Linked DNA regions of Mus musculus: all the other regions are linked to region 3. The links are chromatin contacts, called in public HiChIP or PLAC-seq and promoter capture Hi-C maps. All regions are on one chromosome and are shown on one strand. The core of a region is the stretch at or near the end of the contact, and the rest is flanking DNA. Distances in the headings are between cores, read along the strand shown.

Region 1 (3,718 bases), core at 1,097-3,596, 560 kb after region 3:
GAACTCAGAAATCCGCCTGCCTCTGCCTCCCGAGTGCTGGGATTAAAGACTTCTTACTTTTTTTTTTCTCTTTCAGCTTACTACCACTACTGTACATATTGTCAGGACTCCCGGGTGCTAACAGGTAGTGCTTTCCTTTGCCAGCCTCACCAGCTGTGGCTCCCCCTCCCCCACTCCCTGATGGCACTGCTATTGCTCTCTTGGGTCAAAGGTACTCATGATGCTCACCCGGTGATTGCCAACGATGCCAGAGGAGCAGGGTGTGCACCAGCCTTGCTTTGTCCACCACAGCAGGAAGTAGGGCAGCCAGATACCAACCTTCCATTGCCTTGAAGGCTCTCCAGCGTGCTAAGAAAGCCAAAGAGGCTGAAGCTGCTCCAATACTAGGATCTGTTTATACTGAAACTGTACTATGCTTTCCCTCACCTGTCTGAGGGCCACCCTCCCCAGCTGGAGGAGTTCCAAGGCACTACTCAGGTTCCAATGTCGTATTTCCCAGGGCCCCTGAAGGTCTCGGTTTGTCTTGTGTTTTATTTTGGATCTTAAGTGTTTACCCAAAAACTCATGTACTGAAGGTTCAGTCTCAAATGCAGCAGTGTCCACAGTGGGTCTCTTGTGGGGAGGCAGTGACTCTATCACAAAGTTTCTCTCTCACCTACGACCTTGACTGGCTCTTAAAGAGGTAAGACCTAGTTGAAGGAGTGGGTCTGAGCTAGGATAGGGCAAGGAAAACTATTGGGACACAAGAAGACAAGGGGGTCCCCACTCTCACTAGTCATCAAGCAAGGATTCCTTTACTGAAGGCCATTCTCCCCTTGTGGCTGTAAATCCACAATCTGAGACTCTCACTAGAAACCGCAGGGGCTCCTGGTTTTACCTTAGCAGACTCTAATCTAGATGAGGTTCCCTGAAGTTGTCCTCTAGTTGCACCAGAAACCAGAAGGGGTCAGGGTGAAGTGTAGCAACCCTTCCAGATGTGAAGGAGGTGGGGTGGGGTGTGCTTCTCTCTCTCTCTCTCTCTCTCTCTCTTTTTCCCCAGACATGGCTTCTCTGTGTAGCCTTGGATATCCTGGAACTCAACTGTAGAGCAGGTTAGCCTTGAACTCACAAAGATATGCCTGCCTCTGCTTCCTGAATGCTGAAATTAAAGGCCTGCACCACCACGCAGGGCCAAGATGTATCTTGAGAGTCACTAAAAGAATGTATCTGGTAACTGCTAAGACATTTTGCTGTGAATCTCTTATGGGAAGCCCAGACCCATCCACAGGTGTCTTGTTCTCTCACTAAGCATCTCTCTGTCATAGCTCTTTTGCCTAAAATCGGTTACAAATGGCTTCTAATAAACTGAGACTATTCTGTGAGAAGCCCATAGCCATGTAAGGTGTGTTATGTTCTTTTTTTTTTTTCTTTTTTTTTTTTTTTTCCTGTTGCTTTTCTTTCCATTCCAAACAGACTTCAAGTCTATTTTTTACTGGTTTGCTTTGAAATTCATTTCGAAGTTGAAGCCCACGATACTGTTCCGCAGTTAAAAGATTAGGAGAATGCCTTCAGATGTTGACAACACTACCGCCATTCCTCCAGGCCTCTCCTGACACTCTTTGGTGGCTCCAATCCAGGTCTACTATCTTCCCTCTCAAGCCTCTGTCTCCTAACTTCCCTGGTGGTCTAGTGGTTAGGATTCGGCGCTCTCACCGCCGCGGCCCGGGTTCGATTCCCGGTCAGGGAAATACTGTTTTTTCTCTCACAATTTTCTAAAAAAAGTACTTAATAATCACTCGAGAAAAAACAAAAAACAAAAACAAAACAAAAAAACCGCTGGCTCTAATGCTTTGCGCATGCCCCGAGAGTGCTCTACCGCTGAACTACATCCCTAGCTCAATTTTCTTAAACAAAATGGGGAAAGGGAATTTCACAAATAGGAAGCACTCAGCTGATAGATGTTTCAGGTCTTGACTTTAGTAATCTTGCTTTGGGGACTTCAGGGAATTCTTCCACATTCAAACTACTCCCCTTGCCCACCAATCCTAACACTGCCTCCCCTTACCCTCATTTCCTCCCTACTCACCCCAGGCAAAGCCTCAAGGGAAAAAAAAAAAAAAACAGACGAAATCCCTTAATTACCCGGGGCTTCTTGGCAGCCTTAAATTGAAGACTGGCGGGACTGGGAGTGGAACGTGGGAGGCGTGGGGGGGGGGGGCGGGACCTTAAGCATGGCGGGGGGCCGACGGAACTGCCCTCCCTGGGGACCTCGGCCGCGCATAGCATTGTGGAAGTTGTAGTTTTTACGGGTCTGAGTTTCCAGATCGGACGAAGTCTCAGGACTCACTTTCCCGTGCTCCTGTGCGCAGACTTAATTGGAGCAGGTCCGTGGGAGGTCAGGAGATTGCGTGGGGAGCTTGGTTATAAAATGTGGACCCGAATCCCGGGTGTCCGAGGAACTTCTGCTTTTGCGGCCTCCCCTTCACACGGTTTGAAGTGCAAGTTTCAGGTCCAAGTAACTGCCCTGACTGAGCCTGCATGCAGTAGGGGCGGCCGGCAGACGCTAGGCTTAAACTACTAGACAATCTTTCTGCTCCCACCCCTTTCTCTCCACCTCCGGCCTGACTGTCGCTGGGTCGCCCCGCTAGAGTCGCTTGTTCTGAGAGCTTGGATGCACTTGCCCTCCAGTTCCCGCGAACTTCTGAGTAGCTGCTGAGCCGCGTTGCCTGCGGAGCCCTCAGCTTCCACAGCCTCCATCATGCGCGTGTGGGTCCCCGTGGGTGTCCTGACCTCGCTGGCTTACTGCTTCCACCAGCGGCGGGTGGCCCTGGCCGAGCAGCGGGCTCCTAATGGCCAGCGTCCGGTGGACCGCAACCTACTGGAGCTGAAAATGGTGCAGGTGGTGTTTCGACACGGGGCACGGAGTCCGCTCAAGCCTCTCCCGCTGGAGGAGCAGGTGAGAGGCGGCCCACAGAGGGGTTCTTGGGGACACACTTTAGCGTCCCCCGTCGGGGCTCGGGCTGGGTCCAGACCAGAGGGAAACAACAGTAGACTGGCCCTCAGGCTGTGGCCTGGAGTCATCATCCCATGCTCATCCCAAACCACCGGTGTGGTGTGTAAGCCTTCCTGGCTAGGGCAGCCCCTGCCCCCCAAACTTTCAGTTGCTTGGTGTAGTGAAACTTTTCAAAGATGCATAAGAATGTCCCAGGCGGGGGTTCTTATTTAAATGCAGATTCTGATTCTGCGGATGTGGAGTTGGGTCACGTTTCGTAGTTCTGTGGTTGAACTTGAGTTCAAGGACCTTGTAAGTGCCTGGTTGTTAATAACAGAGATCATTGTACCAGGAGATACCTTTAGTGCTTCCGCAGTACAGAGCAAGCTGGCACCTTTGGAACCAGATCTTAATACAGATTTTTCTTGTGGGCTTGCCAGAGACCATTTGAGATCTTGTGAAGTCTTATTGCGGACAAGGACTGTATCTTGGGGTTCTTTAAGGTCAGGTTTAGAAATCTGGAAAGGATTTGTGGTAAGAAGGAGGGAAAGTTAATTAACTAATTTTGTGGCTATAAGTCAGGATAATTATGATTAAAGCACAAATAATTAGCTTTTTGTTTAAAAAATAACCCCTAACAGTATACAAGAAAAGGGCACCAGAAGTCCCTAACACCCCGGGTTGAATTTACCCATGGAGTCTGTATTTGTTCAGTTGCAAATACTCTTAATGGTCATTTCTGTTTTC
Region 2 (3,686 bases), core at 646-3,145, 700 kb before region 3:
ATGTAAAGCCTTTAAAAGTGGAAGACAGCCGGGCGGTGGTGGCGCATGCCTTTAATCCCAGCACTTGGGAGGCAGAGGCAGGCAGATTTCTGAGTTTGAGGCCAGTCTGGTCTACAAAGTGAGTTCCAGGACACAGAGAACCCCTGTCTCAAAAAACAAAAACAAAACAAAACAAAAAACAAACAACAAAAAAAGTGGAAGACAGAGCCCAAAAAAATTTAGAAAAGCTATATACATTCTATATGTTCCCAAATTTTCCTCATAAAAGACACTCAATGTTTTAGATTTGGTTTTACTTCCAGCTCCACTGCTAGCTAAGCAGAACTTTTCATAAGTCTGCTTCACACCCCCCAACCCCTTTTGAGACAGGGTCTCTCTATGTAGCCCTGGCTGTCCTGAAATTCACTGTATAGATCAGGCTGGCCTCCAGCTCACAGAAACCTGCTTCTGCCTTTGCCTGCCAAATGCCGGCATTAAAGGCATGCAGCACCACAGCTGGGCTCGTATCACCTTCCTTAAAAATAAGTCAGCTGGACCAGATGACCCATCGTAGCGTCTCTCCCCTTCCAAAACTAACACTGTGTGGCTTTGCTTACTGAATCCAGAATTCTAGGCCTTCTGCTAAACACATCCCTCCAACCCCAAACTAAGGACACAGGATTGAAAGGAAAGGAAAACAGTGACACACCTGGCTGAGAACAAAGAGGGGAAGGAGCCAAACTACTCTTGGGATCGTGTCCCTGAAGGCAGCCAGTTTTCTACTGGCCTAAGCCAACCTATACTGGCTTTTCTCTTCTTTTTTTTTTCTTTTTGTTTGAATCACTCTGTAGACCAGGCTGGCCTCGAACTCAGAAATCCGCCTGCCTCTGTCTCCCAAGTGCCGGGATTAAAGGGGTGTGCCACCATGCCAGGCTTCTTTTATTTTTTAAAAGACATTGTTTGCTATGTATCTGTAACCAATGTAGAAACCACCAAGTAAACCAAACTAGCCTAGAATTCACAGAGACCTTTCTGTTTCTGCCTCAGGAATGCTGGGATTAAAGGAGCGAGCCACCACACCAAGCTTGGTTTTGTTTTTTGGTACAGGGGTAATTGTTTGTTTGTTATTTATTTATTTGTTTTTGAGGCAGGGCTTTCTCTGTATAGTCCTGGCTGTCCTGGAACTGGATTTGTAGACCAGGATGGCCTCATACTCAAAGCTCTGCCTGCCTCTGCCTCCAGAGTGCTAGGACTAAAGGCGTGAGCCACCACACCCAGCTGAGGGCTTCTTATTCACCTGGGACTAGTCAGGAACTCACTAAGTAGTCAAGGATGACCTTGAATTTCTGACCCTTTCCCCTCTATGTCTCAAGCGCTGGGCATGTGCCATCCAGCTTGGCTCTCGCACCTATGTCTTTGCTAATAGGAGGTTTGTTTGTTTCCTTGTGCTTTGTGGAAAGGAGAGCCTCTGGCTTCGCTCACTGATGTTGCTCCCTTGACTTCCAAGCGCCCACTTCTTTCCTTTATGGCTCCTCACTCTCCTGCTCAGCTCTGTGGTGACAGGAACAGAAATCTGAGTTCAGTCTTGCCGAAGGAACTCTCTTTAGAGTCCCATCCTCCACCGGCCTGTGTCTTATTTGACAAGACTTCGCTTTGCTTTGCCTTTGGTTTCCTGGCTCCACCTTCCAGATCCCTGCTCTGCCCCCAACCCTGGACTCCAACAGCTGAGAAAAGCAGTACAGCTCCCCGCTGAAATGCCCGACGTACTGCTCTCTGTTTCCTTTTCTCTCATCCCATTTATAGCAAAAGACCTGGCACAAAAGGCCAGGGTCAGAAGGAGACTTACCCAGGATGAGTGGTGCAACAAGGAGGGCTATAAAGAGGACATCCATTCTGGGTTTTGCACTATCACTGTGTAAGTTAAAAGAGGAAATTGCTGTTTCCCACCACACTTACCCCGCCTCCCCTGCTGCTGTGAAGCTGGGAGGGCACTGGAGTGATTCTTCTCCCAGGGGACAGAACTCTCCGCCTACTCGCTCCGTAGATCTTTACATAGCTGCTGGACCTAGAGCCAACCCCCTTAACCCCCTTGTTGGATGCTAACTTGTTATTCCTGGAGAGCCCCTAGCCCTGGATTAGGTCCGCTCAGGACTCCCACTGCTGGGACCAAAGTTCACCCTCTCCTCTCCCCTCCTATGCTTCCTCCCTCTCAATGCTCCCCAAAATCCACCTTCCTTCTTGCAGGCCTTAAGTTACCATTGCTGTGCAGGGTTGCTCTCCACTCTGAGGGAAACATGATCTTTTTTATCATGTTTATCAGCCCCCGCCGGCTGTGCATCCCCTCCCCTCCCCATCCCCTCCCCTGCCAGCTGTGCATCCTTCCTATAACAACTGTACTCCCTATATCCATTGTTCTTGCATTTGTCTATTTTCCCTGGGCTCCTTCCCTTTCTCCAGCCCCTGCTCTTCTCCACTCCCTCACAGGTAGCCCTGGCTATGTCCTTGCACCACATGGTGGATCACAATCATCTGTAGCCGCAGTCCCGAGGGTTCTGATGTGCTCATCTGGCCTCCAAGAGCACCGAGCACATACATGTTGCACAGATATACATGACACAACCCCCTCCCACACACATAAAAATAGCTATTAGAACAAAAGAAAAGCTCCACAAGCCTCACATACCTAGTAAATACTTGCTAAGCATCTAAAATGAGTCCTTGAACACCGTGCAAGTGGCTGTGGGCTCATCATGCACAGATTGTTCCCCACAGCTGCTAACAGCTCACAGAGAAGAGTGGCCCAGACTCAGCCTGTTGAACACACATGGAATCCTGAACACTGGCCAAGATGTTCCCATCCTCCTAACCTTGGGGAACAATGTGTCTAGTGACCGCCAGACCCCCCCAACCCTCCACCCCCCCTACCCTCCCATCCCCCCCACCCCCCCACCTCCACTGATTCCCCTCCTAGTGACTTTTTGCAAAAACCTCCAGGAAGCCCGGTAATCTTTTAAATTTTTCTGTAGTTTGTTGTTGCTTTGTATGTACCCTCAAAAAACGATTTTTCTCATATATGATCAAAATGCTCAGATCCCATCATAGGATTCCTCTGTTCTGCAGACTCCTAAGGACCAACCCGTCCTCATACAAATGATGATTCCTGATAATATGAAATCTCTCTCCCCAGCCTGAGGAAAAGACACCACTCAAGTTTATTTTCCAGACTATAAATAAAGGAAGTATGACATCAAAGGAACCAAGCAGCTCGGCGTGGGGCGGGGGTGGAGGGGATGGGTGTAATTTCCTCTCAGTCCCATTGCTCTAGTTGCTTTGTGACTCCACGATTCCTTCCAAACATTTTCCTAATATTTCTCTCCCGGCTCCTCCTGCTTTTCTCATTCTGTCATTACAGAATACAAGTGGAGGCTTCATTTAAGACGTAATTCCTATACCAGGCTGCCCAAAGAGTTCCAACTTTTAAGCCTAACTTTGATCCCTCAGGATGCTTCTCTGGGTCATTTCCTCTAATTCAACTTAAGAACAATGTCCGTCCCTATCTTCCCACAACCTCTATCCTGTGCTCTTTTTTATTTGTCTCTAGAGTCAAACAGGATCTTCCTCCGACAAAGCTCCTCTAGTAATAGGTAGGGTGGCTATCACCCTTCTCTACCGAAAGAAAGGAAACCGTGGCCAAGGCGCCAGCGAAC
Region 3 (3,986 bases), core at 511-3,010:
TATAGCTCAGTGGTGGAACCCTACTTAGCAAATCACTAGGGCCTCAATTCAATCCCCAGTTAAAGAAAATAAGCAAACCCTCACAACAACAACAACAGCAACAACACACTCGCTTAGCAGAAAGCCTTGGGCCAAGCCTGTCATTCAGAAATTTCAATTCATCTTTGGTTCCATGGTGAGTTTGGGGCCAGCCTGACCTCCACATATGCACCATGGTACACACTCCACCCAGGCCCACTAATAATAAGTAAGTTTAAGTTGAATAAATTCAAAGGAAAAAGTGAAAGAGTGGACCGACCTGAAAAGAGCTAGTGAGTTCTCTTCCTAAAGATGCTGTTTCAGAGCTAGGGGTGTAGTTCAGGGGCAGAATGAATGCTTAGCATTTGTAAGACCGGACTCACATTTCTCAATTTAAAAGAAAAAAGCTTATTTGGGGTGCAGTGGTACAAGCCTGTTATCCCAGAAAGGGTGAGGCAGGAGGGTCATAAGTTGGAGGTCAGCCTGTTTGCCCTGCATAGAAAGAACTGGTTTCGAAAATATTTTCCCACATACTAAATAACAATTTATTGAATAGATGTTATCAGAGGGTTCATTGTGATCCCGGTTGTCTAGCACTGTGTCTGCTATGTAGTAGGTTCTCAGTAAATATCTGTCTTTTGAACATGTGTCTACAGACTCTGTGAGTCACAAAGACTCCCTTCTGGTTCTTTTTGTTGTTTTCCTTCTCTGGTCTGAGAATAACTATAAAACATTAATGCAATAAACCACCAGTTCAAAGACCCCTAATTATATAATGTTGTCTTTTATTGTTCCCTAATTATATCAGGAGTTTAAATTTGTCCTCCTTGACAAGAGCACTGGTTCCCACAAATCAATTCCACTCGATTAACGCTTACTGAACACAATGTATTAAGTACCCCAATCTGTCCCATCAAACCTTCCGTTCATAGAATAGAAACAGTGAAAGAGAACATATAATCCTAACACCGGGGGTACTGTGGCAGGGGGAATGCAAACTGGAGGCCAGTATGGGCTACATAGCAAGAGTCTGCCGATAAAAGCATGGGAGGGATGGAAAAAGTCAGCCTCGTGAGATGGTAAATACTCGTGTTGCCAAGTGGCCAGGAAACAGGCTGACTAGCTCAAGTTGTCCTCTGACCTCCTTGCGTAAGCCATGGCTTGTACGTACCCCCCCCACACACACACAAATAATGTAATTTTAAAAATTAAAGAGATTCCAATAGTGATAATCGGACTTTGTCAGGTCGGGGATCAATAAATTCTTCACGGTGGTCTAGGAAAGTGGTGGGTAGAGGGTAGCGGTTCAGTTGACTTGATAGGTAATAAGAATCTGTCAGGCTCTTGACAGGGGGCTAATGTTACGTTAATGGGTGCGGGAGAAGCTGGTACCATAGAAGAGTCTGAGCTACAAGAATGAACCTTCCTCTCCTGCTTTAATATCTGTCCCCAGGCGCGACAGCAAGCTGTCTCCGGCGTACAGTCAAGACAGCAGTGAGAGCCCGGGGAAAAAGGGGAGGGATTTAGAAGGGGGCTGATCCAACAGGCTGACAGAAAGCGTTATCTACGTCGCTGTCGGCGCCGAGGGACTAATTCGGGAAGTACCGAACCAAACCGGGTCAGAGCCACCAGGTCGAAGCCTTACCTGCCGTCCCTCCCCCACTCAGGGCCCACGCAGCCGCCAACTTGAAATTTGCTTTTCTTCTTCCAGCCCTCGTTCTAGGCCCGCCTCCCCGAGCTCTCCATTGGTGGGTTTTCCTGGCCAATCGACGAGAGCGGAGGCGGGCGAGGAGGGGAGGAGGAGGGAGCGAGCTTAACCGGAACTGAGGCTTGGGAAGTGGCGCGCTGAGACCTGGGGCTGCAGAATTCACCTCTTATGCCCAGACCGAACTAGATGGCTAAGATGTCCTGCTACTCAGAGCTCATCCAGACACGTGGCGGAGCCAGAAGAGGAGAACCGCTGCTGGGAAATGTAGCCCTGGGTCAGAGAAACCAGACTGCTCATCTGTTAACAGCTGTGCCTGCAGGAGTTCCCAGAAACACTCCAGGAGGTTCCCAACTACCGGACTCCAGCGCCCTCTTCTGGCTTAGGCCATCACACACACACACACACACACACACACACACACACACACACACACACACCACACACACACCACACACACACACACACACACACACACCACACACACACACACACACACACACACACACACACACACCACACACACACACACACCACACACACACACACACACACACACACACCACACACACACCACACACACACCACACATCACACACACACACACCACACATCACACACACACACACACACACACACACACACACACACACACCACACATCACACACACACACACACACACACACACACACACACACACACCACACATCACACACACACACACACACACACAGAGAAACACTCCAGGAGGTTCCCAACTACCGGACTCCCGCGCCCTCTTCTGGCTTAGGCCATCACATACACACCACACACACCACACACACACACACACACATACCACACACACCCTCTTTATTATTCTTCCTCAGTCACCAGCACTACTAATAAATAATCTTTAAAAGATTTTTTTTCTCTAAAGGCAGGGTCTGGCTACCCAGTCTAGGCTGGCCTTGAACTCTTGATACTCTTGACTCTGCTACCAAGCTCAGGCCCCAAATGCGGATTGTTGCGGTGTCTGAGAAGTGAGGGAGAGAAGGGGGCTTGGGACCAGAGCAGTAATTGGGGAGAGAAGGCAGGAACCCAGTGGGTTTTTTCTTTCTGTACTTTCCACTGCCCTTCAAGCCCCTTCAAGGAAAGAGGGCAGAATAGAAAGAGTCATTTTTTTTACAGAGTAGAAGTAAAGGGAAATACTTCAGGATGGATGTAAAACTAGGAGTCAGTCAACAAGAATATGACAGAGGTCAGAGAAAATGGCCTCTAGACTGGGAAGTTGCATGTGGATGACACATACTCCGTTTTTGGAATAGTATAAAAACATAGCTGTAGCGCTTTGGGGGAACTTGCTTAACCTCATTATCATTTGTTGCAGGAAGACAATAGTTCCCCCCTCATTGAGTTGTGAGGGTTGGAGATGATGTATGTATGCACATCTCTCGGCACACATCAATAGCTAATAAAAGTGGGTGATTTCCCTCCGGCTGTTTCTCCTCCTTTCCCAGGAACGTGACTTTTTGTATCTGTACTTGGTGGCGTCCACCATTTGAGTCCTCTAAGACCCTCGGTGAGCTTTCCAAACCCTTAATACCCATCCGATGCCCCCACTTTCCTTGGTACCTTCCAGCTGGACACAAACTCATCCCTAAACTATGCAGATGGAAGCCTTGGTAACCATGGAGACAGGGCAGGTGGCACGGAGAGGCAGAGGCAGTGAGCAACAGATAGGAAGAGATGAGTGATTCAGGCAGGGACCTTCAAGGAAGAGGGAAGAATGAGTCTAAGGGAGTAGAGATGTAATGAACACATCTGTGCAACAGGGGCCGGTCACCACTCTGCCTTTTTCTACCTCCTATGCACACCCCTTAAAATACTGTAAAGAGGGAATTTGGGACGGCCCCTTGCCCTAAAAATTCCCTGGGAAAACCACCTTCCTTACATTCCTAATGGGACCCAAGGGAAATGAGATCCAAGTGTCTCTATGGTGTGTGATGTTTGAGAGGGGTGCAGCGGGGATAGACTGTTGTCTGATTCCAGGCTATACTTTCCCTGATATTTAAACTACGGGAAGGGAGCCACATCTCCTGCCTCTCTGCTCTGTGGACGCCGCTGCAGATCCCAACCGCCTCCCTACACCCCTCTGCACAGTGTGCCATATGCCGTGTGTGGCAGTCAGGTCTGGCATACCGAAGCTCATGGAGATCTGTTGAAGATCAACGAAGAATCTGGATGGTTCCTGAATGGGTCGTGGGAGAGTCCCCTAAGGAG

Evidence for each region. Promoter capture Hi-C pulls out the DNA fragments that hold promoters and counts their contacts. HiChIP or PLAC-seq counts read pairs in DNA pulled down with a chosen protein or histone mark.
Region 1: a FOXA1 HiChIP or PLAC-seq map of pancreatic cancer cells shows a contact between it and region 3. The contact joins the promoter of Acp6 here to the promoter of Polr3gl in region 3. A contact is called at or near these places in 1 of 39 promoter capture datasets (liver) and 1 of 115 datasets of contacts at active chromatin or transcription factors (pancreatic cancer cells).
Region 2: a promoter capture Hi-C map of liver shows a contact between it and region 3, with 4 times the contacts expected there. The contact joins the promoter of BC028528 here to the promoter of Polr3gl in region 3. A contact is called at or near these places in 3 of 39 promoter capture datasets (liver and pre-B cells) and 1 of 115 datasets of contacts at active chromatin or transcription factors (pancreatic cancer cells).

The regions. Positions count from the first base shown.
Region 1 is chr3:97,156,431-97,160,148 of GRCm38.p6, forward strand. It overlaps Acp6 (acid phosphatase 6, lysophosphatidic), which reads left to right and starts at 2,347. Exons shown (of 10, transcript NM_019800.4): 1 at 2,347-2,935. The coding sequence starts at 2,738. n-TEctc12 (a tRNA gene) reads left to right here and starts at 1,655; the gene lies at 1,655-1,726.
Region 2 is chr3:95,890,060-95,893,745 of GRCm38.p6, forward strand. It overlaps BC028528 (cDNA sequence BC028528), which reads right to left and starts at 1,896. Exons shown (of 6, transcript NM_153513.4): 1 at 1,826-1,896. The coding sequence starts at 1,871.
Region 3 is chr3:96,592,421-96,596,406 of GRCm38.p6, forward strand. It overlaps Polr3gl (polymerase (RNA) III (DNA directed) polypeptide G like), which reads right to left and starts at 1,761. Exons shown (of 8, transcript NM_027241.4): 1 at 1,664-1,761. It also overlaps a transcript of Ankrd34a not described here.